Linked DNA regions of Mus musculus: region 2 is linked to region 1. The links are chromatin contacts, called in public Hi-C maps. All regions are on one chromosome and are shown on one strand. Each heading gives the region's core, a stretch centred on a gene start, on an enhancer-like site or on the middle of the called end of the contact. The rest is flanking DNA. Distances are from core to core; before and after follow the strand shown. Region 1 has its middle 13 kb from the start of Gm36060. Region 2 holds the start of Erich6b (glutamate rich 6B).

What was found. A called contact is a pair of places that touch in the nucleus more often than the background predicts.
Region 2: a contact with region 1 is called in a Hi-C map of the N1E-115 cell line, with 3 times the contacts expected there. The contact joins the promoter of Erich6b here to the enhancer-like site in region 1. A contact is called at or near these places in 8 of 39 promoter capture datasets (the 3T3-L1 cell line, 3T3-L1-derived adipocytes, the HPC-7 cell line and 4 more), 5 of 484 Hi-C or Micro-C datasets (the G1E-ER4 cell line, the N1E-115 cell line, Th1 cells and 2 more), 1 of 115 datasets of contacts at active chromatin or transcription factors (embryonic stem cells) and 1 of 9 other capture datasets (embryonic stem cells).

Annotation. Positions count from the first base shown.
Region 1 is chr14:75,562,838-75,569,561 of GRCm38.p6, reverse strand. No RefSeq gene overlaps it. Among named protein-coding and RNA genes, the nearest start is that of Gm36060, 13 kb to the right of the region's middle. Within about 2 kb of position 3,626, at least 32 of the 459 cell types and tissues checked have an H3K27ac peak or open chromatin away from gene starts, as enhancers often do. A contact at or near this core is called in the N1E-115 cell line, cerebral cortex and hippocampal neurons, where this site is marked.
Region 2 is chr14:75,638,119-75,644,842 of GRCm38.p6, reverse strand. It overlaps Erich6b (glutamate rich 6B), which reads right to left and starts at 2,621. Exons shown (of 13, transcript NM_001369022.1): 1 at 2,555-2,621. Gm36219 (a long non-coding RNA gene) reads left to right here. Exons shown (of 6, transcript XR_383598.2): 2 at 1,357-1,499; 3 at 2,262-2,373; 4 at 2,509-2,999; 5 at 3,224-3,453; 6 at 5,872-6,002.

The sequences.
Region 1 (6,724 bases), core at 2,377-4,876:
CACAGCACCAGGATGTCCTTGAGAGAGAACAAATGTTTCCTAAGATAGCAAGAGGCATACATGTGTGTGTACTTGTATGTGTGTGTGCTTGTGTGTGTGTATGTGTGTGTATGTATGTATGTGCTTGTGTGTGTGCATGCATGTGTGTCAGTGTGTGCATGCATGTGTCTGTGTATGTGCATGTGTGTGTATGTGTGTGCATGTGTGTGGGGCAGTGCTTCTTGGTATTTCCCATCATGGGACAGCTTGCAAGCATGCCTTGGCTTGTAGCTTCATTACCTCAGACGCTTCCTCTTTCCATAGTTTTTTGGGCTATCTCTTCTCTTCAGTTTCTTGCCACTGGCTTAGGACCCACCTGGTTAAATAAGGATGAGTTCATCCCGAGAGCCCACGTTAGTTAGAACTACAAAGACCTGCTTTTCAAATACGGTGATTTCCACAGGCCCTGAGAGTTGGAGTGTGGGCATATCCTTTTAGGAGTCATTCTTCTATCTGCTTATATGGCCATCTCCCTCCCAGCTTTCTGCCTTGGTATGAAATTGTAACCAATCAGAAAAACATTGAAACTTATGTGCTAGATCTCTAGACAGTCCAGATGAAAAAGTAAAATCTCTCTGAGAAAGGTCACTTAAATGTTTAGTGCTCAGGAGCGTAAGGCAGGAAGGAGGACCTTGGGGAGAGGGGAGAAAGGAGGCCAGTTTTAGCAAAGCTTCAAGAGGCAGTGCTGGTCGGATGGGTGTATTATGAGTAAATGCTGCGAAGTGCTAAGCTGAAGACTGTAGACTTCCAGCCTCCAGCAAAAGGGCCACGAATGGGAAATAAGAAAGTCCCAAAGTGAGACCAACTGGCCCTAATTTTATCTCCCCAGCTGATGGTGCTTCCCAGCTGATGGTGCTATTTAGGAAGCTGTAGAACTAATCTGGAGGATGTCGGGGCTTGGCTGGTAGAAGCACATCACAGGAAGTGGGTCATTTGGGATCTATTGACTCTGTCTCCTTCCCTGTCCTGTATTCTGCTTCCGGTCTGTCTTATCAGATGCTTTTCTGTTGCTGTGATAAAACACTGAGTCCAAGGCAACTTGCAGAAGGGAGGATTTATTGGGGCTTATAGTTGCAAGGGATAAGGTCCTGTCTTGGTAGGAAGGTATGGCAGCAGGCAGGCATGGTGGCCAGAGCAGAAAGTCGAGAACTCACACCCCAAGGGCAAGTACTAAGCAGAGAGAATGAACTGGAAGTGGGTGAGGCTATGAGATCTTGCAGTCTACTTATAGTGACGTACTTCCTCTAGCAAGGCTGCCCTTTCTAAAACTCCTTAAACTGCTCCATCGTTTGGAAGTGAGCGTTCAAATGCATGAGCCTTTAGAGGACATTTCTCATGTAAACCACCTCAGCCACAACGTGACCAGTTGCGTCATGTGCCTGCCAACGTGAATTGAGCTCCTCCTACTGCTACGTCTCCCCATAAATGATGGGACGAACCACCCTGAAACCATGAGCTAAAATACATCTATCCCTCCCAGTTGCTTCTGTCAGGTGTTCTGTCACAGGGATAAGTTAAGTCGTGAATCTATCCATCACACAATCTTGTCCTTGAGTATTTGTGGATCTTCCCAGAGCAAGAGTGCATAGAGGAGTTAGACTGCTAAGTATAAACAAGATGTAGCCTTTTAGACCATCAAGAAATGCCTATGAGCCTAAGATCACACACTGAATGGCAGCCTTTAGATGACTGAGTCCCACTGAAATACTCCCCCTACTGCATTGATGGTCTCTAATGACCCCAGTGGAATTTAGGAACAGATTCCATGAATACAAAACACTGTTAGAATTAGTCTTATCTTGACAACCAGTTGTCACAAAGTCCCAGGTTTGTTGAGATCCGGTTCTACAGAGCTGGCTCTCAGGGGGAAATGGATTTTGATTTCCCCATTGTATTCTAACTGCAGCACACTTTGGAAGGAACCATTTGTGACGAGTAAATGACAGGAGGAATAAATAATTCAGATCAGTTTTCCTTGTAAGGACTTGGAGTGTTTGCCTGATGCTCAAGGTTAGGAATTATAGCTCCAAGGGATGGAGGTCTCATTTTGAACATCCTTTATTTCTGTTAATAAAGGGGCCCTGACTTCTGCTAATAGAGTGGCCTACAGTGTTTGCCATGTGAGGGTTCATGTGGCCCAGCGTGCAAGTGCTTTGTATTTTGGATCCAGACAGACCAAGTCTAAGTTTTGGCTATCTCATTTAATTAGTTAGGAGTTTCGGGGATACTTATTTAATTGCTTTGGAACTCGATTTTCTGGACTGCAAAAGACAGGAGAGCAATCATAGTTATCTTAGAGGTACAGGAAACCTGGGTCTAAAGCATACTTAGAGCACTTGAATTTTCAGCAAGTGTCTGTTATTAGGACTTTTCTCAGAAAATAATGCTAGCCTTCACAGAGTTGGCCAGTGGATTCGGAAAGATGAACAGTGTTAAGCATTTAGTGCCCTCTGTGCTGGTATAGGGGTGTGAAGGTAACAGTTTAACACGACTTGTTTATTAAGGATCCAGGCTTGATAATTCTGCTGTCTCTTGGAGTATCTGTTCCTTCCAGCTCTCCAGGGTAGGGCCTTAGCTCATCTGTGATCTGCTTCTCCCTGAACCAGAATCATGCACACAAGGTACGACAGTGAAATTCATCCTCCAGGTTCACGAAGCACACAGTCTGGCACGTTAGTAAATATGAGTGTTGTGGGGAGCTGGAGGCGTTATAAATCCGTTTTACAGAAGTGAGGGTGGGCGTAGAGACTGCCTGTGTGTCTAACCCTTTCTCATTGCAAATTAAACATCTTTCCTTTGATCCCATATTGTGGCAAGAAACTAACATGAATCTTTGATCCCGTGCCAGTATCTAGAGAAATTACGAGGTCTACCAGGATGGGATAATAGAGCATCATCAAGACTTCTAGCTTTGGAAATTACTTAATCTCCATTCTCAGTGGCTGCTGCTTTGAGACAGCTGTGACAGAAAGGTCCCAAGTGCTATTGAGAACAGCTCATCAGTTCAGAACAAAGCTGATTATGTAAATTGTGCATTAAGATGCAGCTCCAATTTAATTTTACTCTGTAAATAAATATCCCATTAGCATCCATCTGTTGCCAGTCAGGTGAGGCCTTCTCTAAGAGAATACGGCCAAGACCCCAGTGGCTTCTCTCTAAATGCTGATGGGGTGTGGGAGGGTGAGGATTAAGACACCCAAATTCTCTGTGTAGAACTTAATTTGGTTCTCTAAGTGGCAAGTCAGCTATGAGATCAATCGAGGGCAAGAAGAAGCTAGGATTGGCCAAGAACAACAGGACACCTCATCTATTTTTGGCCCTGCTCATTGAGGACACACGCAAGCCTTCTCTGATTGTTGTCTCCAAGATCAATAATAATTATAGCTCAGCCTATTCCCTCCAAAAATAAAAACATTTCAGCTGATGAGAGGCGAGCACTAAATTAGCGCGCCAGCTCTTCTGGCTGCAGGGCAATTTATCAGGCAAAGCCGTTCTTGTGAGCATCGTCTTTGCTGAACCTGAGGATACAGCTCCCCCATCAGCACAGGGAGTGTTGGACAATGGTACTGGCTGGCTGCCAGCACCAGAGGGAGGGTGGCAGGGAGAGCGCATGTTTCCTCTCTTGAGCTGTGCTGCCCAGGTTTCAGGAGGCTGAGTTGTAGAAGCTTCTGCTATTTCCACAGTAATCTATCAACACAAGGAGCAGAAGCTGTGCCACTATTCACCCAGCGGAGGATTAAAACCTGTGGTGTGTTTGGGTAGTGCTGCTGCTATGAGGAGCGGGACTGGTAAGAGGCTGGGCACAAACCCAGGAGACCCATTGTGGCCTATGCACTCTAACACTTAAGGCGTTTTCCCCACAGTTAGTGACTGCTGCGGCTGGCTAAGGACATCCCGGGAGAAATACGAAGAGGCTCTTCAGCAAGGCAACTAGACACGATGCTATGAGCATCAACAAAGGCTTTTGAACGTGCCATTAAAAGAAGACAAAAGTAATTCCTCCCTCCAAGTAATGAGGCCCATGGATTCCAAAGAAGATCTGTCTCCCCCACATTCTTTTCTCCACTGGAGGCCAAGTTGGAAGTCAGAGCATCTGCCCCAGCATCCCTAGTGCAGAGAGAGGACTAAGCTCCTCCCCTTTTCCTCTTCTTGTATCGAAGTTGATTCTGATGCCAGACTCCACTACCTGCCACTATCATGGCTGTGCTGTGACCCTTGTTGCCTGTTTTGATTGGGGCTATTGTGGCTCAGAGTAATAGAACTCTTGACAGTTGTTTAAAATTGATATTTTCCTTTCTCACATAACATTTCAGAGGCAGTCGGGTCAAGACTAGCACAGCAATTCACCATTGCTGTTAGGGCCAGCTCTTTCCTTCTGTCCTCACAGCAGATTGAGGTGTTGCCTCAAGATAATGATTTTATGATCTTGTCTCCAAACAAACAAAATCAAAACACACACACACACACACACACACAAAATGAAAATGATGAGTGTTTTTATTTTACATAATTTCAAAATATTGTTAATTTCGAACCATTAATGAATTATATTTGCATTTCAGTACTAACTCTTCATGATTCCGTATATTTTACACTCCAAGACTCTCAGTTTGGACTATCCATGTATCAATCTCTCCCAGTACTTGCAGCTAGTGGGGCCCACACTAGACTCAGCAGCTCTATAGTGCTCTACCCAAATACATGCTCAGCCTGCAAAGTAGCTCTCCCCCCACCCCAGCCACTACTGTACTTTATTGACTACAACAGTTTGAGAGGGCTCATCTAACTACACGGATCTGTGAGGCATCCTTTTCCCTTCTGTTTTTAATCTGAGTTGGGAAGAGCTGGACCAGCAGGCTTTCCTTGCTCAGCCTGTCCTTCCCTGGACAATTCCACCAGGCGATCTCTCCTCTGATGTGAGAGTCTCCCAGCCCAGCGGTCTCTTTTGCTTGAGTCCATCCTTGCTGGGTCAGGAACATACTACATCCCATTATCTAGAAGGAACCAGTGCCTTATCTAAAAACAAACATCTGACTTCTATGGTAAATGCTAATATAGGAGATAACTGGGCAGGTGGAGGAAGCCAGAGGCCAGGGGAGAATTCCTGCAGAGGAAGGCATTGCACTCTTCAGCTGTGTTTGCTAATGTTCTTTGTTTCCTTCTGACTTCTGTGTTGCTGGAGTCCTCTGAGTTCCCCTCCACTCACAGCCCCATAACTAGTTGTTACTCTATAATAACTGTTCAACTTCAGGAATCACAGGCTGGGGGTAGTTTCTGTCTCTAGGTGCTGGAAGCTCTTGGTGTTCTCAGCTACGAGTTAGTGTCTAATACACATGAACCCGGTCCATACCAAATACATAGTAAAGATCTACATGAATACATTTATAGTACCTTTCACAAAATGGTTTCTAAGTTGTTAATATTTTCAGTGGTATCATGATTGAAAGCCAGAATTGTCCCATCTGCCAGTTTTATGACTATTATCAAAGACAATGGAGACAGTCACAAAAACCCTACATGTAGTCATTTGGATTTGTACTTTATAAGATGTTCACTACATGTGCAAGCCCACTGTTTGAAAATGTGGGTGTGGCAAAGCCAATGGGTAGAAGAATATGGCTACCATTACTCATAGATGTCAAGAGGAAGGGCGATGCCATGCCATGCACAGCCTCCTGGGGAAGGGCAGGGTCAGTCAGGAGGTAGAGTAAAAGGAGGACTTGGGTCTTGATTGTGGTTGCCACAAAATAGGCCAGCCAAGGTATGGTGGGTGAGCTTGGGATTGGCCAACTTCACTGACTTTAGAGGCTATCTCTAGTTATCTGACACCTGGTCTGAGTCTTCAGGGTTATCAGATGGTGACATATAGTGTGGATACATCTCCTGGGACCCGGTTGTTGCAGTGTCCCCAGACACTGTAAGAATCAGCAAAGCCCCGGATATCAGAGCACCAGACCTACCAAAAATGAAAGGCTGGACTCATCTGTTGCACAAATGAGTCTGATGAGGTGCATACGCACATCTTGGTCTCTCGGGTTTTATAGAAAACTGAGGTTTGCATGGTTTTGTTTGTAAGTATTCAGAGTGGCTTTGTTCCATGTCTGGGAGGTGGAGGTTGAGCACACAGCCTGAGCTGTGTTTGGAACCTTAAGCAGGTTCCCTGGCATCTCCCTGAAGACTCCACAAGGAATTTCTGAACCGTTGGATGCAGATACAGCCTTGGTGGTACAAAACTGTGTACTCTGCCAAGGAGAACTATATGTCTATGGAGTCTAAGCATTAACATGTGTTCATTTGACCTCGACAAATTAGATTTATAAAGCTGAATAACACAGATCTGTCAGCAGGGAGGGAACGAGGGCTAACGTCCCTTCTGCTGCTTTCGCTGTGACCCAGTAGAGCTCACATTGGAGGGAGAGACCAAACCTGGCAGAGCTGGGTGAGATGAGGGTGCAGGATGATTGGCAGCCATAGGTCCCTATGCAGACTGGACTAGGTGCTCTGCACACTCAGTGCTGTGAAATGGTCCCTAGTGCCGTGGAGAGGGGCAGGTGGCTCAGCAAGGGAACCTTGGAGCTCTTGGAGCCTGCGGTGAGCACACTGAGCCTTATGGGAGAGTAGTAGATGCATTGGTGACATATAGGCTAGAAGTCAAGTTCAAAGGGACCTAGTGCGACTTAAGCAA
Region 2 (6,724 bases), core at 1,372-3,871, 76 kb before region 1:
GAGAGACAGAGAGAGAGACAGAGAGAGAAATCTGACTCCCTGTGCAAGCATCATCATGAGTGTGTATTCAAAGCCTGAAGAACTGGGAGTCTGGTGTCTGCCGGAGACAGCGCAGAGATGTATCTCCTGGGAACGTAGCAAGGGAGCAGAGCTGCCTTTGCTCTCTTCAGCTCCATGTTCTAAGGGCCTACAGCCTACTGGGTGCTGGTGCACACACTCAAAGTAGGGTTTTCTCTATTTACAGTTCCCATGCAATTACTCTGTGGCAACATCCTCATAGAAACAGAAGGGCTCTTTACCATCTCTCGGTGGTTTTTAATCTAGGAAAGTTGACAACTACATTAATCATCACGGAGGGACTGCACTGAAAGACAACAAAATCAGCCTCTTTTTGGTGGGGCAGGAAGAACACAGGTGGGGTTGATCCTGCACTGTCACAGTTGTGCCTCCCAAGATGGACTGGGTCAAATGAAAGAATGAAACCAGGACTAGTTTGATCCACACCATTGGCTGAGATCTCAGAAGGGTGAAGGATTTTCTGCTCAGGGTCCTCTTAGTAGATGTATCAGGAGAGACAGAGGGTAGAGCTCCTCCCTGGCTCAGTGCAAAGGAAGCCTTGAGCTGGGGTAGGTAATTGTGAGATGCCTTCCAACAGACCTGAGGACATCAGACAAGGCAGTTCATTAAAAACTCTGCCTGCGTCTTTCCTGTCAGACTTGATGTGCCCATCAGGGGTGACTCAGCCACTTTTCTCATTGCTGTGACGTAATACTTGACAGGAATAAATTAGGGGAAGATTCATCTTGGCTCACGGTTTCAGAAGGATCAGTCTACCGTGGTAAGGGAGGCATGACAGGGAGTCCCACCGCAGTAGGGGTGCTTGGCGGGTTCTTCACACAAAGCCTGAAGCAGGAAGCAGAGAACACAGACTGGGACCAGAAGCAAGTAAAACCTCCAGTGATCCTAAGTCCCAAAGGCTCCCCAGCTTCCAGAACAGCGCTACCATCTGGGACTCAAGTGTTCAAACACATGAGCTTACAGGGGACATTTAACATTTAAACTACAACACAGTCTCTGCTATTAGTGCTACATCAATCAATACTAAGAGTCAATCTGGCTTGTATTTAGTAGTAAGAGGGCAAGAATTCAGGCAATGGAATCACATGACACTGGCACCTCAGAGCTAGAGCAAGCCTTGGTCACATGATCAGTCCTGAATCTGGGGCCTGCTCCCCCAGGCTGTTCTTGTTTCTAGGTTTGTGTAGAGAAAGTGTGTCTTTACCCCCCCCCCCCCCCAGCTCTCACACTGTACCTCTGCAAGTCTCACATCTGTCGGCACATCTGCCTCACTCACAGGATGCAATTCCACCTCAATGCCTGGCTTACTGTGAGCTCTCAACAGAAGTTTGTACACTGAATTAATGAGCTGCAGAAGAGAGGCATACAGGAGACTGACTGCAAATGGTTTGGATGTTTCATCCACCTAACCTTCCAATGGGGTGAGTGATGGGCTCAGACAGTGAAGCCAGGAGTGGATGAAGACATCGTTGAGTGAACCCTGGGACCCCTGGGCTTCCCTGGGATTCTGGAAGCAGGTGTTTAGAAAACCTGCAGGAAACAAGGGGGCAGATCTCACTTCCGTCATGGGGAGTCCTACAGTGTTCTGCGAATCTGGAACACTGCTGTCTGGAACTGTTTATAAGTCCTGTTATTTAGCTCTCTGGCAGGGCCCTTGCTGGAAGGCAGCTGCTTTTCCTCTTGAGGGGGACTACTGATGGCTGCTTCTGTTTTGCTGGTCTGAATCCACCTTCAAACATGCCAGGGACAAACTCTAGATTCCCAAAGCTTCACTAAACCCTCATGCACCAATTGCTGTAGCCTTTACAAACAGACACCCAGTGCCCTGCTGAGAATATTGTCTAGGGCTTATTTACTTATTTGCTTTCTTTTAACAAATAGGATTTCAAATATATTGGAATTTGGCCGTTGAAAGGGGGTGACTTTGAGCTTGCAGTCATCGGTACAGAACACTTGTGAAAAGCCAACCTTTGGCTTTGGCTCTGCTCCCTCTTGACCCCCCCCCCCCAGGCTAGGTAGGGGGGTGCTGTTTCTCTCAAACCTCCCAAAAGTGAGAGGCAGGGGTGGGTGAGTGGGTGGGTGGGTGGTGGTGGTGGTGGTGGTAGAAAAAACCTGAGTGACCTGCTTTGAGTCCCAGGGGTAGGCCTGGGCAAGACAAGTTTTAATTTGAGGATTCTTTTCAGTGCCTGGATTCTCTGGAGGAGACGAACCCACCCCTTTATTTGTACTGGACCAGTAGAACACCACTCTTCACAGGGGGAGGATGGTGTCAAGGCAGGAAACAGAAAGATCAAGGTAGTGCAGGAGTAGAAAAAACAAAACAGACAAAATAACAAGCAACAAAGGGGTCTGGGTACTTGGCATATCCCGTTGCTATCCTTGGACTCTGCCACCCTGGACTCTCTCTCTCCATTGCTTCTTCCTTTCCAGGGCCCAAAGGCTGGAGGAGCCCAGGCCTGGCCTTCAGAGCTCTTACCCAATCTTGGATCCTGGCCGCGAGTCAACTGCACCCTTCCAATCTCGAGTTTAAGTCGCTCTCTGTTACCATGGGAACGGAACACGCATCTCTACCACTTCTCTGTTGTTTCGGGCATTCTATACCTTGGACCCTTAGCTTCCAGTTCCCAGCCAAAGGAGGAGAGGGGAGAGGGAGAGGGAGGGAAGGGAGTCTGGCTTCTAAGGTGAAAAGATGGTAGGAGTGCCTCCCAGGGCATCCCGTGTGGACTCACCTGCGCTGGAACCCAGGACCAACATCTCTAAGCCCCTGGGTGTCACCATCAGCTCATCGGCTCCGTTGAGTGCTATCCATGAGACAGAGAGTTGCCTTTGGGAACATGCATGGGCCTGATCTGGAGTCAGGGGACAGAACCCCGGTGAAATGTACTGATCGTGACTCTAGATGGACTCGCTGGTGTTGCAGGGTGGGTTGGGATGGACGGAGAGGAGGTCAGACCAGCCGATTTGAATACAGGGGTGGGCATTTCTGGTACTTGTACAGAAGTTTCATCAGAAAGAGAGCTGGGCATTTGAAATGTGATGCTTTGTTGTGATTTCCCATTCTTAATAAGCAATTGTGTTTGCATCTAAGTTTGTAATTCCAATTCTTTCTTTTCTGAGTGAGTCTGACAAGCTGTATAAACTGCAGGTTTCTGTGACGCCTAAGCAGTCACTAGGACTGTGTGTTCCTGGCTAATAGTGCCTCCTGGTGGCCTGGGCTAGACTCCTGGGAAGAGCTGAGAACAACAACAACACAAAAGAAACTGCTGGGAAAGTAAGGGGCACAGACCCACCGGGAAACCAGTAAACAGAGAACAGTCGGTGGCCGTTTCTGCCCCTCTCCGAGGCAATGAGGAGACCCAGGCGAGGCTCATAAAGGTATTGCTGGGCAGGAGAGTGGAGAACTGATCTGGCTGCTTTGGGTATGCTTTGGGTATCAAGCAGACTCAAGGGCAGTGCCAAGGGCTGGCCTGTGAGAATGGGTATAGCTGCCCCTCCCTGCCCGCACCATCATCTCCAATGCCCTTACATGAATCTAAGTAAAAAAGTGTGCTGTATTGTGTACACACAGCTTCAAGGAAAGTTTCCAAGTCTGTCATTTCAAGCAGTGCCCTTAGCTTCAGAGTCCATGTCAGGGTTCCCTTCCTGTCAGCCTGGTGTCTGGAATCTAGGCCATTGTTACTGTACAGTCTTCCACAAGATGGCGCCCACTGGTTTTATGTAGATGGGGTCATTCCTTTGGGGAGATTAAAAAAAAAAGATTTATTTATGTATATGAGTGCTCTATCTGCATGCCAGAAGAGGGCATCAGATCCCAGATTAGATGCTTGTGAGCCACCATGCGGTTGCTAGGAACTGAACTCAGGACCTCTGTGAGAGCATCCAGTGCTTTAATTGCTGAGCCATCATCTCTCCAGCCCCTGTGGGGATTTTCTTAAACACCTACTACATGCCTATATCATATTAGGAGGTGTTGGGAACATAGATGGAGTGAGACAGAAACATTACAGGTTTTAAGTTATTTAGTGACTAGCCTCCAAATACCACTGAATCGGTCATGGATCTGGGTGGGAATTTATCTGTCTCTTTCCTTTGGTAGTAATTATCAGCCCTACCTCTGGACCATCTTGCCCCAGGGAAGAAATGCAACCACAATGCTCACTCTTGGCAAAGGCAAGCCTAGGATCGTAGTGGATGGAGAGAGGCAGAGAGGCAGGCGGAGGTCCTTGTGAGAGTAATTACTGCCTGCCTCTCTGGGTTCAGTAAGGCATACATGCCATTAGGTCCCTGAACAAAGCATCTTTTCAGACATTTCCTACCCCACAAGGCTGCTTCTAGAGATGCCTTGCTCAGCTATCATGGAAGACTATGCTCTCTATTAGAGGCTGATAGGAAAATGGTGATAAGACAAATGTTTTCATAAATCTTGCCATAAGCACCCAATAAAGACATAGTTTACTTTCTTGTGGCCGTCTGCTTGATTTGGCCTTTCTACCTGGGTGCCCAGAAGAAACATCCATCCATGTAGCCTGGACTGTGGGTGGCCCCTCCCCCAAGCTACCCTTCCTCTAGTCTCTGTCATTTGATAAAGAGCTGCGCCATTGCTCCGACCAAGCACCTAGAGATGCTCTCCTGTGTCCCAGGTGAATGCGCTTCTGACTCCTAGGTCCTCTACCCAAACACATATCCAGAGGCTGATCATTCCTTCTGCTTCCTCTTCTCTGGGAGATTTTACAAGGCTCTTAGTTGGTCTTCTAATTCCCTCCCTCCATAGCTCACAAAGAGAGTAATTACTTAAAATATATCAGGTCATGGCTTTCCTCCTCCTTCTTTTTAGAAAGATAAAACTCAAGGCCTCCCTTCCCGTCCTCCCACTACAATCCCACCCGTGTACTATGACTTCCAGAAGGCTTGGCCTCAGTTTCCCAGGCATCTAAGCTGGGACACTGTGTTGACCCCCAAGTGGGGCAGCCTGGGAACTGACCTCACTTCTCTTTCTGTTGTCTGTCCCCTGTCTGCCTCTTTGATTCCCAAAGCAGACTTTCTGTCTTCTCCAGCCGTCAGCTACCAGGTCTCTCATTCGAAGGTTGCTTTTGGCAACAGGAGAACCTACAGCCTAATGGAGGGTCTAGGGACAGCATCTATTGCTTTCCTGTACCTGCCTGACACTTAACACACAGCCAGATGAGCCTAGACTGACAAGACTTTTTCGTAAAGCCTTGCTAGTGACTTCCTTTTACCACTTCTTGCTCCAGGTGACTGCAAATGGACTCAGTGGAATCTGTTTTAACATCTTTCAGAGACAATGGTTTTGAAGGAGCACTTAGCAAATGCTAGGTGTGATTTTTCTTCTTATTCAGAAGGCCCCAGCTTCTTCCTTTAAGGAAGAGGGTACAGGACATGGCTTTAGCCGTTGGTAGTATCCTCATTTCCACCGGCCTTTGTGTCTTGTACTGTGCCTATTTTATTTATTACCTATGTATGTATTTAGCGTGTCATATTCATGTGGAGTCCAGAGGACACCCTTTGGTATTTTTCATATTTTGAGACAAGGACCCTCACTGGCCCTAGACTCGCCAAGACTGGTCGGTCAGCAGGCTTCAGGGATCCATCTCTGCCTCCCAAGCACTAGGATTACCAAGCATGTGCTACCCTGCCTGGCGCCTTTTATGTGGACTCTGGGGATCTTGCTCTAGTCCTCATTCTTGCAAAGCAAGCACTTATTGCCTTAGCTACACTCCAGCCCCCATTACTTCTTGATTCTCATCCTCTGAATTTCTCCATTCTCCTTCCTAGGACAGTTGGCGTTGATGACAGAACCTCAGGACTTCTAAAGGCTGATATGGGTGAAGAGACATCTTGAGCTGCCATCTCTTCCATTATATATTTTGAATGTCTGCTTCTCTTACACTTGGAGATTCTTCAAAAGATTATAAGAACCTCTTTGACCTGGGAAGGCTTCTTTGTATATCTTGGGGGTTCTAGACCCCCACTGGCCATAAGGAATTGTCCTGTAGGGTGGCAGAGGCCAGGGGTGTTTTCCTGACCCAGGACTAGAGGAACAGATGAAGAATCAAGTCAATGTGTTGCTCTCCTGCTTCCACCATGCAGACTACATCTCAACATGTGAAGGAAAAAAAAATTCAGGGAGATATACTGTAGAGCAAAGGGGTGGGCATGGGGGAGGGGAAAGAGGGACCAACAGCTGTAGGTTATATCTGTCTCTTTGGTGGCTGTCTTAGTTAGGGTTTTACTGCTGTGAAGAGACACCATGACCAAGGCAAGTCTTATAAAAAACATTTAATTGGGGCTGGCTTACATTATCTTCAGTCCATTATCATCAAGGTGGGAGCATGGCAGCATCCAGGCTGTCATGGTGCAGGCAGAGCTGAGAGTTCTACGTCTTCATCCAAAGGCTGCTAGTGGAAGACTGACTTCCAGGCAACTGGGGTGAGAGTCTTAAGCCCACACCCACAGTGACACACCTACTCCAACCAGGTCATACCTGTTCCAACAAGGCCACACCTCCAAATGGTGCCACTCCCTGGTCCAAGAATATACAAACCATCACAGTGGCAGAACATATCTAAATTACTGCATCTGGTGGCTGAGATGGATTTTGTTGTTGTTGGATTCTTGTGTTATATTT